Linked DNA regions of Sus scrofa: region 1 is linked to region 2. Evidence: chromatin contacts called from public HiChIP or PLAC-seq data. All regions are on one chromosome and are shown on one strand. Each heading gives the region's core, a stretch centred on a gene start, on an enhancer-like site or on the middle of the called end of the contact. The rest is flanking DNA. Distances are from core to core; before and after follow the strand shown.

Region 1 (7,182 bases), core at 333-2,832, 1.2 Mb after region 2:
TGGGCAGGCTCTCCACAGAACTATCTTTAGCTGTTCCCTCCATATAAATGGGGCAGGAGGGGGGCATTTAATAGACCCACTGCTAGAAGCACTCACTCTCCTAGCAGGGCACACACCTTGGAGAGGAAAGAATGGGGAGCCAGCGTATCCTGGGAATAACTCTGCCCCTCAGTGCAACAAGGCCACAAGCAAACACCTCCAGAACAATGCAAACAAACTAGAGGACGACTGCCAGACTTGTTAAAGAGAGACGGGTACACAATGTCTCAGAACACCTTTGTTTTAAACACTGGTTATGGAGAAAACACATCAACTACCTGTTAAACTTTTCCCATGATCCTGGGAGTCATCAAAGAGGGCCCCTTGGTATCACAGCTTGCCTGCTCCCAAATCTTAGCACATCAGCTGACAAGAGTCTAATCTACAGGCTCAACTGTCCTTTAAAATCAATCTCAAGAGAAGAGGAGGAAGTAAGGGACTCTTTGTTTCTTTTTCTTCTTCCTCCCCCCTCCTGCTTTTTTCCTTAGCAAGCCCATAGCTGCTGAGGGAATTCTCCAAAATAGGTTAAGTACTGCTGTCTGCTCTCTAGCCCAGGACACAGAGTGCCTCTCAATGAACGTGCCCTTGAGAGCATGTTCTTTTATTTACAATAAAGGAGCAAAGGCACCTGCCCTACCTAATGCTAAGTCAGAGTCTCTAGACACCTCCAGAGACTGGATGATCTTGGTGGAAGGAAGACAGGATAGGTGAAAAAATGAATTCACACAAACCAGAGGCTTAAGCTTAAGACGACCTTCAGGAGCGCTCTTGAAGAATGCAGGTGTCTGCCGTGCTATTTCAGAAACCTGTCCCGGCCCTCATACCGCAATAGCTCCCGTCCTCCCCTCCCTGAGCACAACCCTAAGAACCCTAGACCAGGAGTCCCTGTTCTGCCACTCGCCGGCTGCAAGTCCTTGGGCAGGTCAACTTTGTATCTCTAAGACTCCAGAGTCTCATCGGTACAATGAGGATCATGATTTTTGTTTCACGGGGACGTCGTGAGGACCAAAAGGGATAACACAGTGAGAACGCGCCGTGCCAGAGGTTGAGCCCTGGCCCACCCAAGCCCTAACTATGGGACTAATTGCTACCCACGTCGCGGCTTCTCCCCACTGGAGACTCAGCTGCGCCTCCCTGCCCCATCTCTTTCAGGTCGGGGGCTTTCAGCAGAGGGGACTGGGGCCAGAGCCTCCCCCCTCTTAGGGTACGTGCCTCAGAGGCTAGACTGCGCTCCCCGGACCCGCAAACCCGCCCGGGGCCCCCTCACCTCCACCGGTTGATCCCGACTGAAGAGGAGGCCGCGAACCAAGGGTCGAGGATGTAAACACAGCGCACGCAGTGCGCCCCGCGAACCGCCGCCAGCAGCGCCGGGTTGTCGTGGAGCCGCAGCCCCTTGCGGAACCAGTGCACCGAAGAGGCGCCTTCCGCGCCGGCAGCGGGAGCCGGGGAGGACGCCGCAGCGGTCGCCACAGCCGCCGCCATCATTGCCTGGACTGCTCTGACTGCGGCCGCTCCGCCCCCGTCGGCGCCGCGAGCCCGGCCCCCAGCTGGCCCAGTGACCTATGACGCGCCGCTACTCTTTGGAGCCCCGCCCTCAGGCCCTGGAGCGCCTCTGCTATTGGCTGGGCGCCTCCTGCCGGGCGATTGGTTAGAGGCACCATGTCTGGCCCCGCCTCCTCACGTTCCCACCATGTGTGGGCCCTGCCGGGAGGAGCCGGAGGGCTGGGCTAGTGACGCAGGCTGGCGGTCCCCAAGGAGGTCTGGGCGTGGACCAAGTCCGAGGAACGGCGGAGCTCAGCTTCCTTTTTTAGGGCCTGGCGCTGGAAGCTGTGTGGGCTGGCGAGGGTTGCTGTGACTCCAGCAAATGACTTAAAAGGACAGACCACCGGCTGTCCTACATCATCTTCGTCATCAATATAATCATCTACCACACTCTATACATACATCATTACAGCATTCTAATACAGCTTCCATTAGATGCCAACCAACGTGATAATACCCTTACGCTGCTGTCTCCTTTACTGCTGTAAACTCAGACGAGTTGCATTCTTTCAACAAACCCTAGTGAAAGAGCTGTTTTCATTTTACCGACAAAGAAAACCGAGGCTGCTGCAGGTTGAGTAACATGCTCAATATCATACAGCTAATACTTCTACCAGGATTATTCAGAATCTGAAGTTTCTGCTTTTATCCACAATACTACACCTCTGTCAGCGTTGAGCAACTTGGCATTTACAAGTAGTAGAGTCCAAAGTGTGGGCCCTGATGTGCTGCAGTAGAGGGGTTGGGATTAGGGACTGGAATTGTGGAGAATGTGGGTTGAGATTGTAATTAGGTCATCATTGGAATTCCCAGTTTGTGGCTCAGCGGTAATGAACCCGACTAGTATCCAAGAGGATGAGGGTTTGATCCCTGGGCTTGCTCAGTGGGTTAAGATCTGGTGTTGCTGTGAACTGTGATGTAGGCTGCAGACGCGGCTCAGATCCTGAGTTGCTGTGGCTAGCAGTAGATCCGATTCAGCTCCTAGCCTGGGAACCTCCAAACTCTGCAGATATGCTCTAAAAAGCAAGAGGGAAAAAAAAAAGCCATCACATGAATTTTTCTTTTAGTTCTGTCATAGACTTAGGGGTAACTCTGAGTGTAAAGGACTGAACTGGAGTCTGTGTGGGGTTCAGAGATGTGGAGGATATTCCCCACGCGTCCCCAAGAGAGCCAGGTGGAGCCCTCTTCTGGAGTCGAGCACAGGGCTTGCTGATTGACTGAATGAGTGAATGATAGGAGAAGCCTGTAAACACCCCCACTGATGTGTTGATGGTGGGCTAAGCTAGCCTGGAGCTTTGGCATTATCAAATGGAGAGGCCGTCTCAATTTGGCTCTAGGTGGCACCCTTCCTGAATTTGGGAATGAGCAATGAAGGAAGTTAGCAATTTAATCCGCAAGTGAGTGGCACTAATTGGCACAACTGTCTAAACCACAGTGTTGTTACAATCCTAGGCGCTCTCATTGCCAGGGCTTTGCACAAACTGTTCCCTCCAACCTGGATCACACCCTGAACACCCCCCCCACACACCTTCTAACTTCAGTTTGTCCTATGTCACTGCTCAGTGTAGATGTCACTTGCTGTCTGCTCCCAGCCTTCATAGTGCCCCATCTCATTCTGTGCTTCTTAATTTCTTAAAATTATTTTTGTTTATACGGAAGTTCCCAGGCCAGGGGTCAAACCCACGCCACAGCAATAACCAGAGCCACACCAGTGACGCCAGATCTTACCCGCTCAGCCACCAGGGAACTGCTTCTTATTAACACTGACCTTAATGTATGGTAGTGGAATTTCTTATCTGTCTGTCTGCCTCATTAGATTAAAACACCCTGGAGGGCTAGGACTGTGGCTTGTCTACAGCTGTATTTCCAGGGTCTAGCTCAGTGCTTGACCCTTAATGTTCAAGGATCATTTGGGTAAAAATTGAACAGGGGCTAGAATCTCAGGTTGGCAGGAACTTTAATGGCCTATCTCAGTCCTGATCCTGTTCTTAGTTTTGAATACTCTCTCCAAAAGAAACCCAAACACCTCTGACTGGAATCCAGCCTAAACCCAGATTGGAACTTGAACCCACTTTTTCAAAAAAAATTAGAACCACTGACCTGGTATCTAGACTTAGTGAGACTCAGGTTCTTTGTGCCTCAGTGCAGAAGGATTTCTGTGAGACAAATGGATAGGTAAGAAATAGCTTTATTGAGATAGGACACTTGTGAGGGATACAAGTGGGCAGGTGAGGAGGCTCAGCCCCGAGGATTAGATGGGCTATATTTTTATAATCCAAGGAAAGTGGAGGGAGAGGGGAAATGCGCTTCTTCCTCATTCTTCAGGTAGACGTCAGGCTTACGTCATAGCTCCTCCTTCCTATTGGGTAAGAGAGTGTTTGACCCTATGAGGTCACACGAGGACTTTCATGGTGCTGATTTTTCTTCACATCAGCAGAAGGGTGGTAACAGATGCTAAAATATGTTGAATCATCTCTGGTTTCTGCATAATGAGGGTCTCCTGCTTTGAAATCTCATCTTTCCCTTAAATTCCTGTCCTTGGTCCTACGGATCATGAGCTTGCTGAACTTGAACGCGGACCTCATTTTATCTTTCACTTAATGACTGGAGCCATATCACATATTTGTATGTATGGTTTTGGAGCCATATCACATGTTTGTATGTATGTTTTATCGTGAAGCAAGCCTGCTTTGTTCCATGGTGTTCTGACGGCTTTCTTGAGCGATGATTAACTAACAGTGGTCTCCCAAAGTCCCCTAGGTTTCCCTCTCTATCTGCGGTCCCCTATGGGACTTCGACAACTACCTGTGTAACTAGCCTACTCCATCCCTATCACTGGGAATGGAACAGAGAGTGGAAGGAGATGGTTCTTCCTTACAACCTCAAAGATGCATATTCTCTTTTTCTTCTCTGAATGCCCATGATGCTTTCTCTATAGACCTTGAACTCCATGAGGGCAGAGACTGTGTTTATCTTGCTCATCAGTGTATTCCCAGCCCCTAGTTTGGTACCTGACATGTAGTAGATGCTTAATAAATATTTGCTGAATGGTTGTCATTTATCTCTTTCTATCTTATTAGGCTATTTTGAGCGGCAGTGTGGTATAATGATTAAGCCTAAGGTCTTGCATATTTGGAGTGGCTGTGTTCAAAGTCTGGTCCTGCTTTTACCTGTGTGACCTTGGATAAACTAATTGAGCTCTCTGTTTCCCACTTTTTTTTTTTTTTTTTTTTTTTTTTGCTTTTCTTTTTTAGGGCTGCACTTGCAGCATATGGAGATTCCCAGGCTAGCGATCGAATCAGAGCTGTAGCCACCAGCCTACACCACAGCCAGAGCCACAGCCATAGCAATGCTGGATCTGAACCGCATTTGTGACCTACACGACAGCTCATGGCAACGCCAGATCCTTAACCCACTGAGAGAGGATGGGGATCGAACCCACAGCCTCATAGTTCCTAGCCGGATTCCTTTCCGCTACGCCATGATGGGAACTCCTGTTCCCCACTTTCTTAACCTATACAATAGGGATGATAATAGTAGGTAGGGTATAGCAAGCATTTAACAATAGTCAGCTACGGTTATTCTGACCAGCAGGATTGTGTCTGCATTTGTCTTCCTTGCAACACATATGTCTTTACACATAATGAGTGCTCAAGTTGCTGAGTGAATAAAATATTTTTAATCAGTTTTTTTTCAAAAGTCCTCAAAATTATACCAATAATGAAAAACAAAGAGAAGTAATCACCATCAACCCCAAGCCAATCAATTATTTTTTGTCTTCCTGTTACTTTCTAGACTTTGTCCATAAATATCTAAGTGTTACAGCTTTAATCAAAGCAGAGGTGCAGGGTTGTATGCATTTTTAAACAAAATATTAAGCATGCTTCATATTGCTATGTCATGTCTGTGTTTGCTGTTTTAATGAATATATAATTCTTCGTCAAGTTGATAAAAGAGGAATTATTTTATTGAATGATTGCATATTTCTTAGGTATAATAACAGGGTAACATTCAAGAATTCGGGAGTAAATCTGGCACTGGGAGAACATGGGAGTGCAAAGTCCACTTTCGTATTTTACAGTTCAAAAGGGGCAGAGAGAAGTTGGAGAGAGACCAAAGAAATCTGGAAATCGCTAAGTAGGTGAAATGTAATCACGTACTATTTTATCCTCGGGAGAAGTGAGGACTGAGCTATGCATTTTCTTATTAACAATTTCTTATTTACAAGCATCTCTGAAGAGTAGTTGCCATGAGAATGCTTTCCTCCTTGTTTCCACTAAGGGCAGAACAAAAGAATCTAGTTTACGCTAGAAAGATTATTTAAGGAGGAACTTTAATACTAAATAGTTTGGGAATGAAACAACTTAGCCAGGTAATGGGAGGTTTCTTTCTTCGCTAAAGGTATTTACTCCAGAGGGCAGTCCTCTTTTGTCTTTTTGTTGTAGTCCTGTGTGGAGACTGGATTCGGCAATTTTTAAATTTTTTAATTTATTTTATTTTTTGCTTTTTAGGGCCTCAGGTTGGAGATTCCCAGGCTAGGGGTCCAATCAGAGCTGCAGCTGCCACCCTACGCCACAGGCGCAGCAATGCAGGATCCGAGCCGGGTCTGCCACAGCTCATGTCACGCCAGATCCTTAACCAGCTGAGCAAGGTCAGGGATCGAACACCTCATGGCTCCTAGTCGGATTCTTTACCGATGCGCCACGAGGGGAGCTCCAGGATTAGGCAATTTTTCACATTCCCGAAGAACTATGCTTTGGGTAAATATTTGATGATTGGTTGAAGGGTAACCAGGGGCGGGAGGGAGGGGAGGGGTGGAGGGAGTGAGATCCCTGGAGAGTTTAAGTGACCCGCGCCCTCTAGTGGTCAGACTGGGAAAGAAGGGGCGCCGCAGTTTCAGGCTGAGCCAGAAGCACAACGGCCCACCCACCTCTCTTTAAAGGCATTCTGCACTGCCGCGTTCCTAGCGTCAAGACTTCACTCAAAGCCTACTTTTATTTTTTCTTTTTCAATATACTTGGTGAAATGCTTTATTATTTTAAAACCATGCCTGTTTCCCAAAGTGAATGATTTCAAATAATGACATGCATTTATACTGTGAAGTAACACCTATAATATTAAAAGAATCTTTCAAACAATTTGCATTTTATAAAGGGCAGAATCATTTGACAGCAGGTATATTACAGCTGGTTTCAGTGGTCTCCTCTTGTAGGATGCTCTTGTTAAAATCCAGATTCAGGAGTTCCCATTGTGGCTCAGTGGGTTAAGAACCTGACATGACATGGTATCCATGAGGATGTGGGTTTGACTCCTGGCCTTACTCAGTGGGTTAAGGATCTGGCATTACTTCAAGCTGTGGCATAGGTTGCAGATGTGGCCCGGATCCTATGTTGCCATGGCTGTGGTGTAGGCCTGCAGCTGCAGCTCCAGTTCGACCCCTAGCCTGGGAAGTTCCATTTGCCACTTAAGTTCCATATGCTACTTAAAAAGAAAAAACAGGAGTTCCCATTGTGGCTCAGCAGAAACGAACCCTACTACTATCCATGACGATGTGGGTTTATCCCTGGCTTTGCTCAGTGGGTCAAGAATCCAACATTGCTG
Region 2 (6,863 bases), core at 67-2,566:
CCATATGTCTCGGGTGAGCCCTTAAAAGCCAAAAATACCCCCCCAACCCTCCACATCTCTATCTACACTGTGCTTTAAATGTTGCAGAGCAACCCACAGCATGAGTGAACTTTAGGATTATTCAACCATTGCCCTCTTGATTGACATCTGTTTGCAGTTTTTCCCTTATTGCAAAAAAATACTATACACAAATTTCCCTGTACCTTTTTCTGCACTTGTACATGTTTGTCTAGGGTAGATACCAAAAAGTGGAATTGCTGGGTCACCAAGTCATAAGCTAACACCTCTGGGGCTTGGCACACCCTAGTGCTCCCGCCTAGAATGCCTCTGCACATGACTCATTCCTGTTCATCAAGACCAGTCAAGTGTCATCACTCAGTGAAAGGTGGTCTCTTCTGCTTCTGTTTTCCCATAGTACTTCCTGTCCATATTATCTCATTATCATAAACTTATGGCTCTGCCTTATTGGTCTTTGTATTCCCAACACCCAGCATACGGCTAAGCATAAAGCCAAAATTCAAATGTTTTCTTGACTGGATGAATGAAGGCATAAATAAATAATGAAGGTACTGTGGTTAGGACATTCCAGAAAGTCAAGGTGAGTCTGTGAGTGTTGTGAACTTGGGCTTTGGACCAATCTGCCGCCTGGTGCCCTGAGCCAAGCTGCGTCTCTGGGTTTCTGTCCGCTTAGTCTCTGACCTCGGGCATCTCATCTTAAACTCTGTTCAAGTTGTGTACCTCACGGTGGAGCCCTGTGAATGTGTAGGGGCTCTGGCCACAGAGCACAGACATATGAGCCCTGGGGCAGCACTGGCAGGGGTTGGCTTTCCAAGGTTAGCTCTGTCTCCTTTCACCCTTGAAGCAGCTTAGTATCCCTGGGTTTTGGTTTATTTTTTCTCCCTGCAGTACTTTAGAGGCAATTAAGATCAGCTGCAACATTTCTGCTTGCTGCCTCCAGATCTGAACCCAGGGGAAGCCAGATGTTTTCCACTAGCATTCCCTCTTGTGGTCTGATGAACAGCCCTGTTTTCTGAGTCTCTCTGTGACCTAGCTTCCTCAGATCCCAAAGCCTGGCTTGCAGCCTTTATTTTTAATAGGGTTTTAATAGGTGGCTCCTGTAATTAACTTCATTCTTGTGTTTTCACACTTTCTGTCCAGGTGCCTAGAGGCCCCCAGGCACTAGGTGGGATGTTAACTGATTTTGAATAATACAGAACCTTATGGCTGTCATTAGCTATTACCTCAGCTCCTCTGATTTGCAGTTAGTTGTTTTACAATCATTAATTAGCTGGGGCACATGCCCATTTGGGAGGTCAGCCCAGTCACCCGTCATGTTTCACAGAGGTAGAAACAGATATGGAGGAAAAAGGACTTGTCCAAGTCCCAACAGAGAGAGTGGGTGTTGAAACTTGTTTCAGAAGCTACGTTCTGCTGCGTACACACCCTGTGAGCGCCAAGGCAAGGATCCACTACTCAGGTACGATTGCGCAGCTGTCTCAGGTGCCCAGCTGACGATTGCACCCTCCCACAAGGACTGCGGAGAAGTCAGCCCTCAGCAGCTAAAATTACCACCTGAAATTACTCCCATTCATTCTCTTTAGGCCCCCTTTCCATTTTATGAGCAGATTTATCTGCCCAAAGAACGCGAACGTGATTCCTCCGGGATTTAGAAACTACATAATTTTGCTATTTTTAAAGCTGCCGTTTGAAAATCTGTGCTCTCATACTCACACTCCTCAAGGAGTGGGGGCGGGGGTGGGGCTGCAGCGGGTGGGGACGAAGAGTACGTGCTGCGGGGAGAACAGCATGGCTCTTGGCCTCCCAGAGCGCCGCTCTGTCCTCTGGGGAGGCGCTCCTCAGAGCACGCGGGAGGGTTTGCAACCCCCAGCAACTTGGGCCGCTCGGACTCCCGGAGCGGCCCAGGCGTCGGATTCCGGCGACCTGCGCCCCCTTTCTGCTGCCAGACGGAGGGCAGCGCCGCGGGTCCCCCAGCCCTAGAGGGAGCGGGAAGGGAGAGGCGGTCGAGCAGGTGGCGGTTAGGTCAGCCTCGGAACATTCTTGGACCGCTCCAGTGGATATAAATAACCGACGGATAGGCTCCGAAATGTCTCGGGGTGGGGGGCAAGGGGGTGAGGAAGAAGGGATTTATTCAGTGTGGGGGGTGGTATCGGGGCATTCTGGAAAGATCTACCAAACCTTTGGTAGCTGACAAAGGGGATGGAAGGGCGAAGGGGTTTAAGAATGAATCGTAATTGGGTTGTGATGATCGTTGTGGTGAACTATAAATGTAATAAGATTCATTGAGTTAAAAAAAAAAGAATCGTGATACACTATCTGGGAATAACGCGGAGGGGGAGGAGCTCAAGCCTTTCTGCCCCACCCCCACCGAAGTCAGACCTAGTCCTCAGAATGGGCCCCCAGACTGGCAAGGAGGGCTGTGCAAGGAAGGGGTCTTTGGAGTCCCGGACCTGCCTGACTACAGCTCTGAGGTCTCTGAGCCTCACTTTCTGCATCTATTCAACGGGAGCCCTAATGCTTGCAAGAGGATGGTTATGAGCCTCGTCGGAGCTAATTTCTAACTAAGAAAGCTGTGCTCAGCAAAAAGAGTAAGGCAGTGTAGCCCCAGACCTCCCTCCAAAGGGAGCCGGTGCAGGCCCCATCCCTTCCCGCTTCCACTGGTCTCCCAGGCTCTGAGGAGGCCTGGGAGGGGCAAAGCCGAAATCTGACTCCCTATAGCGCCGAGGCACCACCCAGGAGAGTCGGCCCTCATTCGGGACCCAAGACCCCAAGGCCCGCGCCCCTGGAGCCGCGATGCAGGCAGCTCCTGCGCCCCCGCCGCTAGCCGGTGGGGTTGGGGCAGCAGAGCCGAGGAGAGGGCGGGGCCGGGGGCTGGGCTTCCCGGGGGAGGGCCCGGCGCACTCCGGGAGGCGGTGGCCCCGGCCTGGGAGCCGCAGGACTCGGGCAGGAGCGTGGCCAGACCCCCACCCGCCGAGGCGCCCAGGGAGGACGCGGTGAGTGCTGCCCGGGCGGGGACCGTGGGGAGGCGGCGGCAGGAGCTGCTGCTCGAGCCCGCCCTCTCCTCCTCCCGCTCCGAAAGTTTGCAATGGGACCGACTCCCGCCGGGGGAGCCCCCGGCCGCCGCGCCCTGCGGGAAGACTGCAAGAGCTGCCGCTGAGCCGACAGGGTGCCTCATCTGCGGCGCAGCGCACCCGACAATTTCCCAGACCTGCCAGGGGGAGGGAGGCGTCGGGGTTGGCAGGCCACACCATCTCCTGGGGTCCCTAAAAGCCCCCAAATCGCCCTGGGACCCCAGGAGGGACCTTGATCCCTAGAGACCCCTCGTTCTTTGCAAAGAGCTCAAATTCCTGGGGCCGCTGTCCCTGGCCACCATCTGGAGTACACGGCGGCGCCGGCCAAGGCAGGGTGCGCCCCCTCCGCTGAGCGGTGACCGGCTGGCTCCACCCCCGCCGAGGCCAAGTTCAACAAGTTTGGCCAATTAGTCCTGGAGTCTCCATGGCTAGGCCTGGCCCGACCGCTCCGCGTGGGTTCCTTGGGCTGCGAGTTGTGCGGCGCCGGCCGCCAGAGAGGCTGGTGGAAGGGTGCCGTCCATGAGGGTTGGGGCCAGAGACCGGCAGCCCTTGGGCTGGGTGGTTTGGTGTGAGGGCTCCGGGTTTGGAGTGCGTCATCAGGGAGCAGGCACCTCAGGCGGCAGGTCGGGTTTCCAAAAGTGCCCCTTTGTTATGCCCCTCCCTGGCCCTGCCTCCTCCTCCTTCCCCGCGCCACCCCCTCCCCCAGCCTCCCGCTTCTCTCCGGCTGCTGATTCTACCTAAGTGCCCCTCTCTGGACCAGTGGACCGCCCCCTCCTGTGCCTTCAAATTCCAGGGCTGCAGTCCGAACGGGGGGGCTGCCGAGAGGGCTGCTGAGGTCCCTGGGCGCAGCCTGTGAGTCAGGACAGAGGATGGGCAGGGCAGGGCAGGGCAGGACAGCAGTTCTCCCTCCCAGGGGCATGCCCCCCCTCCCCGCTTCTGGAAAGGATGGGGGCTCAGTAAGTAAGAGTAGGTTCTTCCCAGAACCCGGAGATTCCCTACCTTGGCTCAGGAAGCTGTGAGGAGACCCAGCCAAGCCCCATCAGACTTGTCTCAGCCCAATAGGTGCACGCTCCCTGGGTTGGGAAGGCTCATTATCTGCATTCTGAGCTCTTGCCTGTAGGAGTGTGTCCTGGGGACCAATCTGGGTTTCTGCTGGGGTCAGGAGGTACAAGGTGCTGGCCCTCCTCAGCAGGGGCAAGGCACAAGGCCCACTTCAGCTGCTAGATCTGGCAGGGCAGTGAGGCCTGGCTCTGCCTGCGGCTTGGGCTGGTGTTTGCTCTGGGAGGCTGAAGGGAGCAGTGCCAGCCCTGCACACACAGCTTGCTCTGTTCTGGGGCCAGAGAGAGGGAACCAGTGGGGGGCAGCTCTCCGGGGAGCACGGAGGCTGGAACGAGCAGGGGGCCCAGGCCCCTGATGCCTGACTGGGACAGCCCTGGGATTTACAGCTGCAGCTCTCTTTCTCTCCATCTGGTTGGCAATTCCTTTCTGGCTAAATAGGATGGACTCAAGGAGAAGCAAGGAGAAGTGAAGAGGACCCTGGTGGGGCCAGCTGCTCTGCCCCTCTCCTGCTCTGTGCACAGGCCCCTCCACTGTAGGCCCAGCTCTTCCTCCTGTTAGTTGAGGGGTGGAAGCCCACTCAGGCCATGCTTTCTCAAAGCTGCACAGCCAGCAGGTTTCCCTGGTCTTCAGATGGAGGTCATTTGCTTTTTCATTAAACTACTAATTCTAGTTCCTGAAGAAACACAAGCTGGACCCTCAGGAAGTCTCTGTGAGTGACTGGGGACAGATCCTGTCCTGTAGTCACAACCCCATGGGATATGAGAATGGGGTGGGAGCTGGGGATGGAGGAATGGAGGAGGCCTTACTATGAATTTTGAAGGATGGGGAGGGGGTGCATCAGTCTGGGAAATACTCTTAGAGCCCTGCTTTGGGGGCAACAAGCACAGTCCTCCTGGGCCTGGCAGTGTCCCTGGGGCTTGCTCAGAGGAGGAAGAGATTTCCTTCTAAGGGCTTAAATTGATGCTGGGGACAGCTGAGACCCTGCCCAGAGACAGAAGGGGAGTGGCTGCGTGCCTCTGTGTCCTCTAGCCCCTTGGGGGGGGGGCGCTGATTCTGTGGTTGGAATCTGTCTTGCCCTCTAATTCTGAGGCACATTCATGCCTGCATGTAACTGGCTGATCACCTGTCCGACTCCTCCTCCTCTGGGCTTTTTGAGGGCAGGGCTGAGTTACTCATTATTTACGGATCCCTGTGGGACCTCAGTGGATGCTGTGGAGCAGGAGGTGTCCCTTGTGACTGTGGGGCCTCACACATTTCTTGTTCATTGACTGGTTTGAGTCTCACACCAGCCCTGGCACAGAAGCAGACCCAGAGGTGGAATTTCCATCTTAGGAGGGAGCTGAGGCCTCTTAGGAGAGGACAGTAAAATGCATTTGTTCAAGCTTCATGGCCAAGATAAGACTCAGGTCTCCTGGGTCCCAGTCTGCCCTTCCCAGCAAAGGGAGCTACTGGGGTATGGCCAGGCACCCTCTGACTTGGCCTGGTCTGGTAAAGGGTTGCCTTATTCCAGGAGTGGCCACAGGGGCCCTGGTTTGGGCAGGTGTCCTCTCATCTGTGGTTGAGGCAGTGGGGCCCTCTGCCCACTACCCACCCCCGCCTGCCATGTAATCCCTGGCTGGACCGTGTGACCCGCCTGGCATTCTCCTGGCTGGAATCTGGCACTTCTGACAGCAGTTGCTATATCGGGGGAGCAGGGCACCGCCCTGGACGCTGCCGGCCCCACCCTCACCCCCTGCTTTGCTCGTTAGCTTCAAGGCAGAAGCTGAGTGGCAGCTTTGAGAGTTGGACACCCAGGTCCCTGAAGTGCTCTCTAGGCCTCAGGTACATGGAATGAGGTAGTGGGGAGGGCAGACCCAGGGCGACAGGAGGAGCTTTGAAACTACCATCCTTGTCCCAACTCTGGCCCCTCCTGGGGACTTCCAGACCCTGCCTGCTAAGTCCTAGATCTTGACCGTTCCTTGGGTGGTGGGATGGCAGTCAGGACAAACCCCAGGGATAGGATAGCGTCTTTTCCTAGTCCCCTAAATGTGTGTCTGGCTCTTCCATTTACCCCTCTGCCCTCCACAGCCACAATCCGCCACCATTCCGTGCTGCGGGGACGCCATGGCTCCAGAGGAAGACGCTGGAGGGGAGGCCATAGAGGGTAGTTTCTGGGAGGTGAGCAGCCGGGTCCCAGGTTTGGGGGTGGCACCAAAACGCTCAGCACTCTCTGGGCCCAGCCACCTGTCCAGGGGAGGAGCCGAGCTGTCAGCCCCAGCCGTGGAGGGGGCCTCGGCCTGGGGACACCACCCTTCTCTCCGCCCCAGGCTGGCAACTATAGGCGGACGGTGCAGCGGGTGGAGGATGGGCACCGGCTGTGCGGGGACCTGGTCAGCTGCTTCCAGGAGCGTGCCCGCATCGAGAAGGCCTATGCCCAGCAGCTGGCTGACTGGGCCCGCAAGTGGAGGGGCGCCGTGGAGAAGGGTGAGCTGGTGCCCAGGTCTCATTGGGAGAAGTGGGCTGCAGAGGGTAGGGAGACCAGGTGAGGCAGCTTGTTTTTGCACCTCTTGTGGACATTTTGAGGCTTCTACGTCCTGCCCTCTCTTTAAAGAGGGAAGATCCTTCTTCTCATTCACAGTTGTGCCGTTAGTGTTTGTAAAGTATGGTCATGATTATTTTGGTATTTCTAACAATGCTGTGATGGAAATTACCCTGTTCTACCCATTTTCTAGAGGA

What was found. HiChIP or PLAC-seq counts read pairs in DNA pulled down with a chosen protein or histone mark.
Region 1: an H3K27ac HiChIP or PLAC-seq map of skeletal muscle shows a contact between it and region 2. The contact joins the promoter of CRY2 here to the promoter of PACSIN3 in region 2. A contact is called at or near these places in 1 of 5 promoter capture datasets (liver) and 1 of 2 datasets of contacts at active chromatin or transcription factors (skeletal muscle).

What each region holds. Positions count from the first base shown.
Region 1 is chr2:16,618,798-16,625,979 of Sscrofa11.1, forward strand. It overlaps CRY2 (cryptochrome-2), which reads right to left and starts at 1,583. Exons shown (of 12, transcript XM_021083144.1): 1 at 1,307-1,583. The coding sequence starts at 1,524.
Region 2 is chr2:15,378,981-15,385,843 of Sscrofa11.1, forward strand. PACSIN3 (protein kinase C and casein kinase substrate in neurons protein 3) reads left to right here and starts at 1,317. Exons shown (of 10, transcript XM_021085228.1): 1 at 1,317-1,477; 2 at 6,216-6,305; 3 at 6,455-6,611. The coding sequence starts at 6,252.